Regions from separate parts of the Mus musculus genome. Here all the other regions are linked to region 1. The links are chromatin contacts, called in public Hi-C maps. All regions are on one chromosome and are shown on one strand. The core of a region is the stretch at or near the end of the contact, and the rest is flanking DNA. Distances in the headings are between cores, read along the strand shown. Region 1 holds the start of 3300002A11Rik (RIKEN cDNA 3300002A11 gene). Region 2 holds the start of 1700064M15Rik (RIKEN cDNA 1700064M15 gene). Region 3 holds the start of Eml5 (echinoderm microtubule associated protein like 5).

Region 1 (2,851 bases), core at 149-2,648:
ACTAGGTCATTTAGCTTCTTTTCGTTCCAAATCCGTAAATATTTACTGTTGACCTTCTCAAATGGTTTGGGTACACTGACCCAGTTGAAAGCAGGGCAGGCGAGAGCAGCTGTTCCCCACCCCCACCCACTGTTAAAGCTGATCTCAGACCAATTGCCTCCAGCCAGCCCAAAAGTGGCCTTCAGGGAAAGCTGCCCCCTTCCCCCCAGGGAACAGTTTTAGCCAATTTACACTTTTAAAGTGTGACCTCTTCTAAAGATTCCTAGAGACAAGAGCAGATTGCTGTGAACTGAAGGACACCCCCCCCCCATAAAAATAAAAAATACTTTGAATTCTGGCTTAGGTTTGCTATTGTTGCCAGGTCTTTTGTTTCTGAGGGGAAGGTAATTATAAATTCCATTCCAAGCATAAATGTTCTTTTGTGAGCAAGGGGGACGGGATACCAAAAACAATGAGTGGATTACGTTTCCATTTTTGTAAGATCGTGCCAAGATAATGTGGTTTAAAACAGCTGGGGTTTTTAGAGCAGAGATGGAGCTTCGAAAGGTCTTCTCAGCGCCCATGAACGTCAGCCAAGTTAGAGACTTCTGGACGAGTCTGAATATTCCTCCAGATTCATACTGAGAAATAAGGGATTTTGGGTTGGGGGTAGTTCAGATTTGACAGTCATGTTATTGCATCAACATAATCTGGTAGCTACATGTTCATCTGACCTCATCTACTCGGGGCAAAGAGGAGCAGAGAGCATTTAATGGTGTCCTGTTGTCAGCCTGAGAAATCATTAGCAAATGAACAGGAAACTTTGGAGAATAACTACAATATAGCCCTGTATTTGCCTACCACAAAATTCTCTGTACTGTATTAATATGTTTTCATTTTAATTTTTCTTTGCAGAGTATTGGGAAAGGGTCATTGTGGTGCATCGACCCAGAGTATAGACAAAATCTAATTCAGGCTCTGAAAAAGACACCTTACCACCCACCTCCTACTCCTCAGGCTTATCAAAGGTAAGTGACTCGCACTATCGGGGGTTTTTGTTTTCTTAAAGTCTCCTGGAATTTTGTTATTTTAGCAGAGACAGTCTCTAAAACTAATTTAGTAGGCCGTATGAATGTTTTAAAAATAACTACAGACTAATGGGAAAAAGAATTAAGTCTGATGAGGAGGCACATCCATTGGCTATGCATTTCCTGGGAAGCTTACCGCTTCTGTAGCTCCGACTGAGCGGGTGTGGCTCCGGAAGGGCTCCTGGTAGGTAAATAGCGTCTTCCTGGGTAGAATCGGTTACAGAGGAAAGTGGACAGCTTTTCTATCTCTGCGGGTCACGCTTTGTTGGAATAAGAGCGGTGAGGCACACAGGTGATTCCACCTTCCCATGGCCTGCCTCTAGAGATGTGGAAAGAAGGCAGGCTCGGTTGTTGTCATCCGGTTTCCATGTCGACAGGCTCCTGAGTGATGGGTTTGTTGTGGTTACTAAGTGTTTGTCTTGAGAACCATGGCCACTTTCCCTCCTCACGTGTCTGGCTGTCATGAGACTGAGGTCATGAGTGCATTTTTACAAATATACAATGGGAGGGGTGTTAGGTAGATTGTCACAGTTTAAAAAGCATGTCAGTGCTAAGTTAGAAGAAAGGGCCTTACAGAACAAAGAGCCGGATTTCAACCTGTGGATGGAGTCTTAGCTCTTCACGGTGCTTGTCATCAGGCCCACTAAGAAAGTTTGAAAATTACTTTATTTAAGTGTACAGCTGTTTCACTTTCATTTATGTCTGTGTAGCATTTGAATGCTTGGTGACTGTGGAGGCCAGAAGAGGGCATTGCATCCCCTGGAACTGGAATTACAGGCGATTTGAGCCACTGTGTCAGTGCTAGGAATTGAACCTGGATCCTCTGGAGGAGCAGCCGGTGCTCTTAGATCACTAAACCATCTTTCCAGTCCCCTACCAAGAAGTTCTAGAAGGCATGTAGCAGCATTTCCTTTGTTAACTGGTTAAGAGAAACTGCCAGTGGAGTAGACATTTATGTTAATTGGGAATGGCCCGGTGTCAGAAGGCTGGGGAATTTTACAGTCCACTTGCAGATTTTTCTGTTCTGATGTTTATTCTGCAGGAGGGCACACAGAGTGAGCCTTCCAACGTGGCATTAATGAAGTTCTTGTGCGTTCCATCACAGACCCTAGACAATCAGTCTCCGGCAAGAGACGGGAGAAGCAGCTGGGCTCTATGAGAAGACTGCTGTATGTCTGCCTTTGCTAGGCGATTAGCGTGATGGTAGCCATAGTAACTGGAGTGTCTCCATAGTAACGCGTAGCTGAGACAGGTGCACTTGCATCACAAGGCTGTTTGTTGCCTGGCAAAAGGACAGGCCATTAGTACTTAGACATAAGCTGTTGCCTTAGAAACAAATAACCCTACATAGCAACTACAGTTGGTTCGCAAGGGTATTTTTGGGGGGCTGGGGGAAGGAAGGTTGTAGCTGCTTTTGTCTGTGTTCATAAAAATCAGTGGAAGCATACTTTATTTGAAATGACAACTCGAGGTCATATAGCTGTAGGAGGAAGAGATGGGATTTTCCAGAGCAGCCTAGCCTACATTGTAGGAATGTCCAGAAGGGGAGAGCCATATGCCTGCCTCTCTTCTTGTGATGGTAGCCATTCCTGAAATAGAAGCTGGGATTGGGGTTAGAGAGTTGCTTTTTTATGGGGTTGGTGGGGAGCCTGGCACTAATTATTGCAATACTGTCGATATTCAGTTTCCAAGCCCACCCCACTAGTTTCTCTAGTTTCTCCCTTAGAAGTATGTCACACCCGTTTGCTTCTAGCAAGTTAAAAATGTAAGTGTTATTCACTGGG
Region 2 (2,700 bases), core at 131-2,630, 290 kb before region 1:
TGCTTTACTGCTCACATCTCGGACTTCCAACTTCCGACAGAGGACTTCCTTTCTTTATTTTACAATAGTTAATTCATCCTGGCCCAGCCAAGGTCCCAGAACACTAGGTGTTTATGCTCACAAGGTTCCATGCAGCCAAAGATGGCTGCAGGGATGGAGGCGGGGCTGGGGTGAGGGAGAGAGAAAACTAACAATGGTTGTACAAGGGATACCCTTGCTGTGAAATGGATGCTTTGGGTCAAGCTGTGGCTGGATCTTCACCTTAAATTATTACTCTTTAGCTTGGCTCCTCACCACTCCCCCTATAATAGTTTCTGCTGGAAGCACTTCCTTAATAAATAGCTTGCACACATATCCATGACAACCCAACAGTTCCCTAGGAAAAATAAATAAATGATAAATAGGTAAACTTTGTGGACATAGTTTAGTAGAAAACAATTTTTTACACCCCTCCTTCCAAGGATCTACCCCAACACGGGATAACCACAACCAGCGAGTCAGTCTTTGGTTACCATTTTCTCTCTTTACTAAGAATTTCGAGTTTCTCATTGTGCCAGGAGTACTTTACAGACAGGGACATCTGCAAATTATCAGGGATGCATCCCAGTGTAAACCGTTTGTCCAAAGGTATTTTGGCCATCTCTGATTTCAAGTTCTCAATCCTCTTGTCAGACCTTGTTCCAGACAGCATGTCCCAGTTGGTGTGGGTATGCGTGCTTGGACAGCAGAGAGAATGGGGGTCTAGCCAAGAGGCAGCCTAGGGGGAAATTTGAGCAATCTAAAAAAACTGGACCTCATGAGTATCCTGTCCCATCCACCCAGCTGTTTGACCTTGGCTACACTTTATGTTAAATGAATTAACTAACCTCTATATCATAAGATTTTTATTTAAAAGAATTAGATGACATACAGAAAGTGCTTTGCACATCTCCTGGTTGAACGCAAGACATGGATCCGGCTAGAGAGGAAAGAACAGTGGGTTAGGAAGCCTTCCAGGGACTTTAGGGACTTTTAAATCAGATCAAGTGAGGACAGACGAGGAGGGAGGGGAGAGGAAACAAAACAGAGGTGTTTCCTCCCCAGAAAGGGCCACATTGCTCCTGGGTCAAGGAAAGTGGACCTCATGAGGGCCAGGAAGGGGCGACTCTCTCCAAAGGAAGAAGCTCTGAGACACTGGGCCACCACGTGGCCGTCAACCCTACCCCCACCTCCACCCCCCACCTCAGTCACCACCAGGCAGAAGTAGGTGAAGGGTGGAAGCCCAGAGACCGCGCCGCGGAGGCGGACGCCCGCTGCAGGTCTCCTAGCAACGCCCGCCCCGCCCCGCCGGGCTTGGAGCGCCGGCGCCCGAGAGCGGGGACCGGCAGGCCATGGTTGCCATGGCAGCGCAGCCGCCGCGCCTGATGCTGGCGGCTTCTGCGAGAAGCTCGGGCCCTGAGCCCCGTGTGGGCGGCCCGGCGGCAGCCCCAGCTCGCCCAGAATGGCCCAGCCACCGAGTCGCCCCTCCGGCGTAGCCGGATCCCGTGCTCCGGTCCACGTCTACGGGGGCGGGTCACGGCTTGGAGACTTTCAGTTCCTGGGGACCGAGTTGATCTTCCCGGCAATGTCTAAACTCGGCAGAAACGTGCGTGCGCGCTCCCTCACGCGCACACACCAGCGGCCTTGAGGCTGTGCTTCTTTTACGCAAATGTTTTCTCCTGAAAGACTTTTTTTTTTTTAAGTCTAAGAAAGAGTATATGCAGAAAACGGTGAGGCTTCCAAATTCTGTCTTCGAAAACAACGTTGAAATAAATGATCCATTTCTTAAGGGCCATTTTAAAATCGAAAATGTCCGTATACTGGATTCTGAATCCGGACTGGCAATCTGCAGTGGGCTTCACCCGGAGAATCCGGTTAGAGGTTTTAAAATTTAAACCGTTTACACCACCCCACTCCGCCCCTTGCTAGGGCAATAGTCTCGCTAGGGCAGGAGAAGCCACTCGCATATACAAAGCTCATTCTCTGGCTTGAGAGTATTTTTAACTGAGGCGGAGTCAGTCACGTGTTTGTGATTTTAATCAAATTGACAAGGGCTCTGAACAGGAAAAGCTTGCCATCTAAATTCGAACACAACGTTAGGGACATAGTGAAGCAGCCTCTTTGGTCTTGTTTGAATCAGAGCTTTTCACATCTTAATGTTCTGCATATATTTTCCTCGATCCACTGCAACTGGAAAATTTAAATGAAAGCCTATTTCTTAGATTCATTTTTATGGTAAATGTCTCTGGGCTGAGATTATGCATATTCTCGATCAACAAGAAACCCGAGCAGCAATCACCGGGAATTGAGCACCTTGCTGATTGAGCAACACTTGAACCTGGAGGCATGAACAGCCCTAATCTCAAAGTGAAAATCCTTCACGGTATATTTCAAAAGAATATTTACAGCTAACCTTTTCCACTCCGAAGGATCATTCACTTGCAACTTTCTTACCCATCGCTTTGTCAGAGTAATCGCTTTTAAAAACTACTTTTTACCGATTTTTTTAGTTTGTAGCTGGTGAGATGATCATATAAAAAGTATTTATGGGGACGCAGATGAAATGACTCAGCAGGTAAAGGTATTTGCCGTGCGAGCCAGACAAGTCAGTAGGACCCCTGGAAGCCATATAAAGATGGAAGGAGAGGACGCAGGCCCAGGTGCATCTGTACCCACACACAG
Region 3 (2,700 bases), core at 31-2,530, 440 kb after region 1:
CATGACTTTCAGAAAGCGGTAACACCTTGTCCAGGGTAAAGGCTTGACTGACTTCTCTGCCATGACCCTGCTAACAGATCGCATAGAGAACTGGTGAGATTTGCTTTCCTCTCTTTAGTATTCATGAATGGTTCACTTTCCAGCCACCGCTGTGCCTCCGTCATCTCTTTTGGTCTTAAGTTGTCATCTGAGGATGGCTTAATTAAGAATGTTTTTGCTTCAAACTCTACCCTTGGGTCATTAAAAATTGCAATGGAAAATATGATAATGGGAAAATAAATTATTTAAATCTAGTATTAATCTGAAGTTCTTAAATATGTACCATGGGATCTGTAAAACATTGTGTTGAAAAAAAAACTGTACAGAGAGAAATTCTTATTCTTCTACACCCTACCTCATAAAAATTATATGTAGCTAGTGATTAATATTTCACGATGTACGGCAACAAATATTTAATTTTTTCTAAGCATACATAGATGTTACATAGTCAACATCTCTTCCAGGAGTAGTCTACCTGATCACAATTATTTAGGCCATCTGATTTCACAATTACTTTAAAACATGCCCTTCTTCATTTTAATCAAGAGATAATTGCTGCTATCCAAAACAGCAGCTGAAAGATCTGCCAGCGGGGTGGGGGTGGGTGGTGGTGGGGTGCGTGGGGGGGGGGGGTGGGTTCGGAGTTTTGGTGGGGACAGTGATGCACATTTGTAATCTCAGCATTCAGGAGACAAAAACAGGAGGATTATGAGTTTGAGGCCTGTTGAACAACAGTAGTAACAAATCCAGGACTATTTATTAGGACAGTGTATCTAATGTGTCAAAAGCACATTTGCGAGGTTAGGTTTTCTTCTTGCCAAATTTCTGGACCAGAGAGCACCATGATAAGCAAACACACACGTATATGTAAGGTATGGAGGAGGCGATTAAAGAATAAAGTGAACATTCTATTCTGGTGTTATTCATTGGCATATGAAATAGCTGAGGTCTAAGGGCAAGCGGGATTCCCCAGAGATTCCTGAGCAAGCAAACCCAGCAACAGGAATCCAAATCTGGGTGGGGTAATCCAGGTCTCGCGAGGGTGGGAACGGGTGCTTAGATCTTGGTAGGGAGGACTGCGTGGGGGGGGGGGGCGGGGGGGCGGGGGGCGTTAACCACAGCCTGGTGGTGGTGAGCAGGGAGCTCTCTGATTCCGCTCTACTCCGGGAGGGGCGGGGCCACCTGAGAGGTGGGGCTAGCGCAGGGGAGGGGCGGGGCCGCGCGGCTCCGCCCTCCCGCCACTCAGCTGGGCTCGGGAGCGCGCGGCGCGGCTCCGCCGGGGCTGTGGAGGCGAGGTAGCGGCTAGACCGGAGCGCCGCAGGTGACCCGGGCGGGGAGTCCGGTGCGCGGGGCGGGCGGAGAAGAAGCGGGCTGGAGGCGCGTCCCCGTCCCCCCTCTTCGCTTGGTTGTCTTCCAGCCTAAGGCACTGGGCTGAGGGGACACGGCGAGCTCCCAGACGCGCGAGGCTCCCGGACAGCCGGCGGCGCTCGCGGCCCTCAGCATGTTCGGTGAGGCGAGGCTTTTCCTCCCGCCCGTGGGCTGAAGCGGCGGCGGCGGCTGCGGCGGCCACGCAAGCGAGATGCACCTGCCGGGCTCGGCTTAGAGGAGCGTCCGGGCCGCCAGCGGGAGAGCTTTCGTCACCCAGCCCCGGCGGCGACCGCGGGCCCGAGCCGCAGCGACGGGTGGGCGCACCGACATGGCGGCTCGGAGCGCCCCGAGCTGCCACCTGCGGCTCGAGTGGGTGTACGGCTACCGGGGCCACCAGTGCCGCAACAACCTCTACTACACGGCGGCCAAGGAGATCGTGTACTTCGTGGCGGGGGTCGGCGTGGTGTATAGTCCGCGGGAGCATCGGCAGAAGTTCTTCCGCGGCCACAGCGACGACATCATCAGGTACGGGCTCGGGGAGGCGGAGGGGTGGGGTGGGAGGGGGACCGCTGTCACCCCTGCCGAGCGCCCTCGGAGTTTGCAGCTGCCTGTCCTTCTGGAAGTCGTGGCCGTTCACGCAAAGGGGCATCACCCAGGACAGCGATGTGCATCTATCTGGTTCGGAGCCCACCCACTTACCACTCCGCTTTCCGCAGCGCCCTTTTCTAGGGGAGCGAGCCTACGGATGCTCCGCAGGCCTTCGCTTGACTGGATTTGTGACCTTTTCCGTTCCATCAACATCAGGAGTTTAGACTCCGTGATTGGTTTCTTGTTAAAAAGGAAATCTTATTTCGCTAGGGAAAGGAAACACTTGACAGAAGACTAACCCAAGCTCTGCGGTACTCAACTCTTGGCCGTAGTTATTAGTTCAGATTTCACTATCTGCAATTATCAGCAGATAGCAAAGAAACTCATGTGTTACTCGGAAGGCAATTCACTAGAGGTTAAAATTCGCACGCTGGAAGGCACTTGGAGGGTATGTCTTTTATGAGAAATAACCTTTACCACACCGATTTCCGATTCTGTTTATCTTCATCAGAGTAACCTTAAGTTTACTTTCTTATTAGTAATTTCAATCACAGGGTGACAGTATCTTGCTCTCTATTGATCTGAATCTTAACGTTGGCCGAGATGTTTGGTAAGCTGTACATATAAAGGGTAATTTTCCACATTTCAGTCGAACTCTAATGTTAAAGTTGGGAGCGTTTGAATTGATTATTGCCTCAAGCACAT

What was found. Hi-C and Micro-C count contacts between places; a contact is called where the count stands out from the background.
Region 2: a contact with region 1 is called in a Hi-C map of uterus, with 2.9 times the contacts expected there. The contact joins the promoter of 1700064M15Rik here to the promoter of 3300002A11Rik in region 1. A contact is called at or near these places in 3 of 39 promoter capture datasets (hippocampal neurons, liver and maxillary cranial neural crest), 6 of 484 Hi-C or Micro-C datasets (embryonic fibroblasts, embryonic stem cells, muscle stem cells and 3 more), 5 of 115 datasets of contacts at active chromatin or transcription factors (embryonic basal ganglia, embryonic forebrain, epiblast stem cells and 2 more) and 1 of 9 other capture datasets (pancreatic islet).
Region 3: a Hi-C map of cerebellum shows a contact between it and region 1, with 1.8 times the contacts expected there. The contact joins the promoter of Eml5 here to the promoter of 3300002A11Rik in region 1. A contact is called at or near these places in 1 of 39 promoter capture datasets (liver) and 1 of 484 Hi-C or Micro-C datasets (cerebellum).

Annotation. Positions count from the first base shown.
Region 1 is chr12:99,339,578-99,342,428 of GRCm38.p6, reverse strand. It overlaps 3300002A11Rik (RIKEN cDNA 3300002A11 gene), which reads right to left and starts at 1,398. Exons shown (of 3, transcript NR_166805.1): 1 at 1,204-1,398. Foxn3 (forkhead box N3) reads left to right here. Exons shown (of 6, transcript NM_183186.2): 3 at 895-1,007. RefSeq lists an enhancer at 1,158-2,851.
Region 2 is chr12:99,626,654-99,629,353 of GRCm38.p6, reverse strand. 1700064M15Rik (RIKEN cDNA 1700064M15 gene) reads left to right here and starts at 1,380. Exons shown (of 2, transcript NR_045288.2): 1 at 1,380-1,748.
Region 3 is chr12:98,900,064-98,902,763 of GRCm38.p6, reverse strand. Eml5 (echinoderm microtubule associated protein like 5) reads left to right here and starts at 1,280. Exons shown (of 44, transcript NM_001081191.1): 1 at 1,280-1,932. The coding sequence starts at 1,736.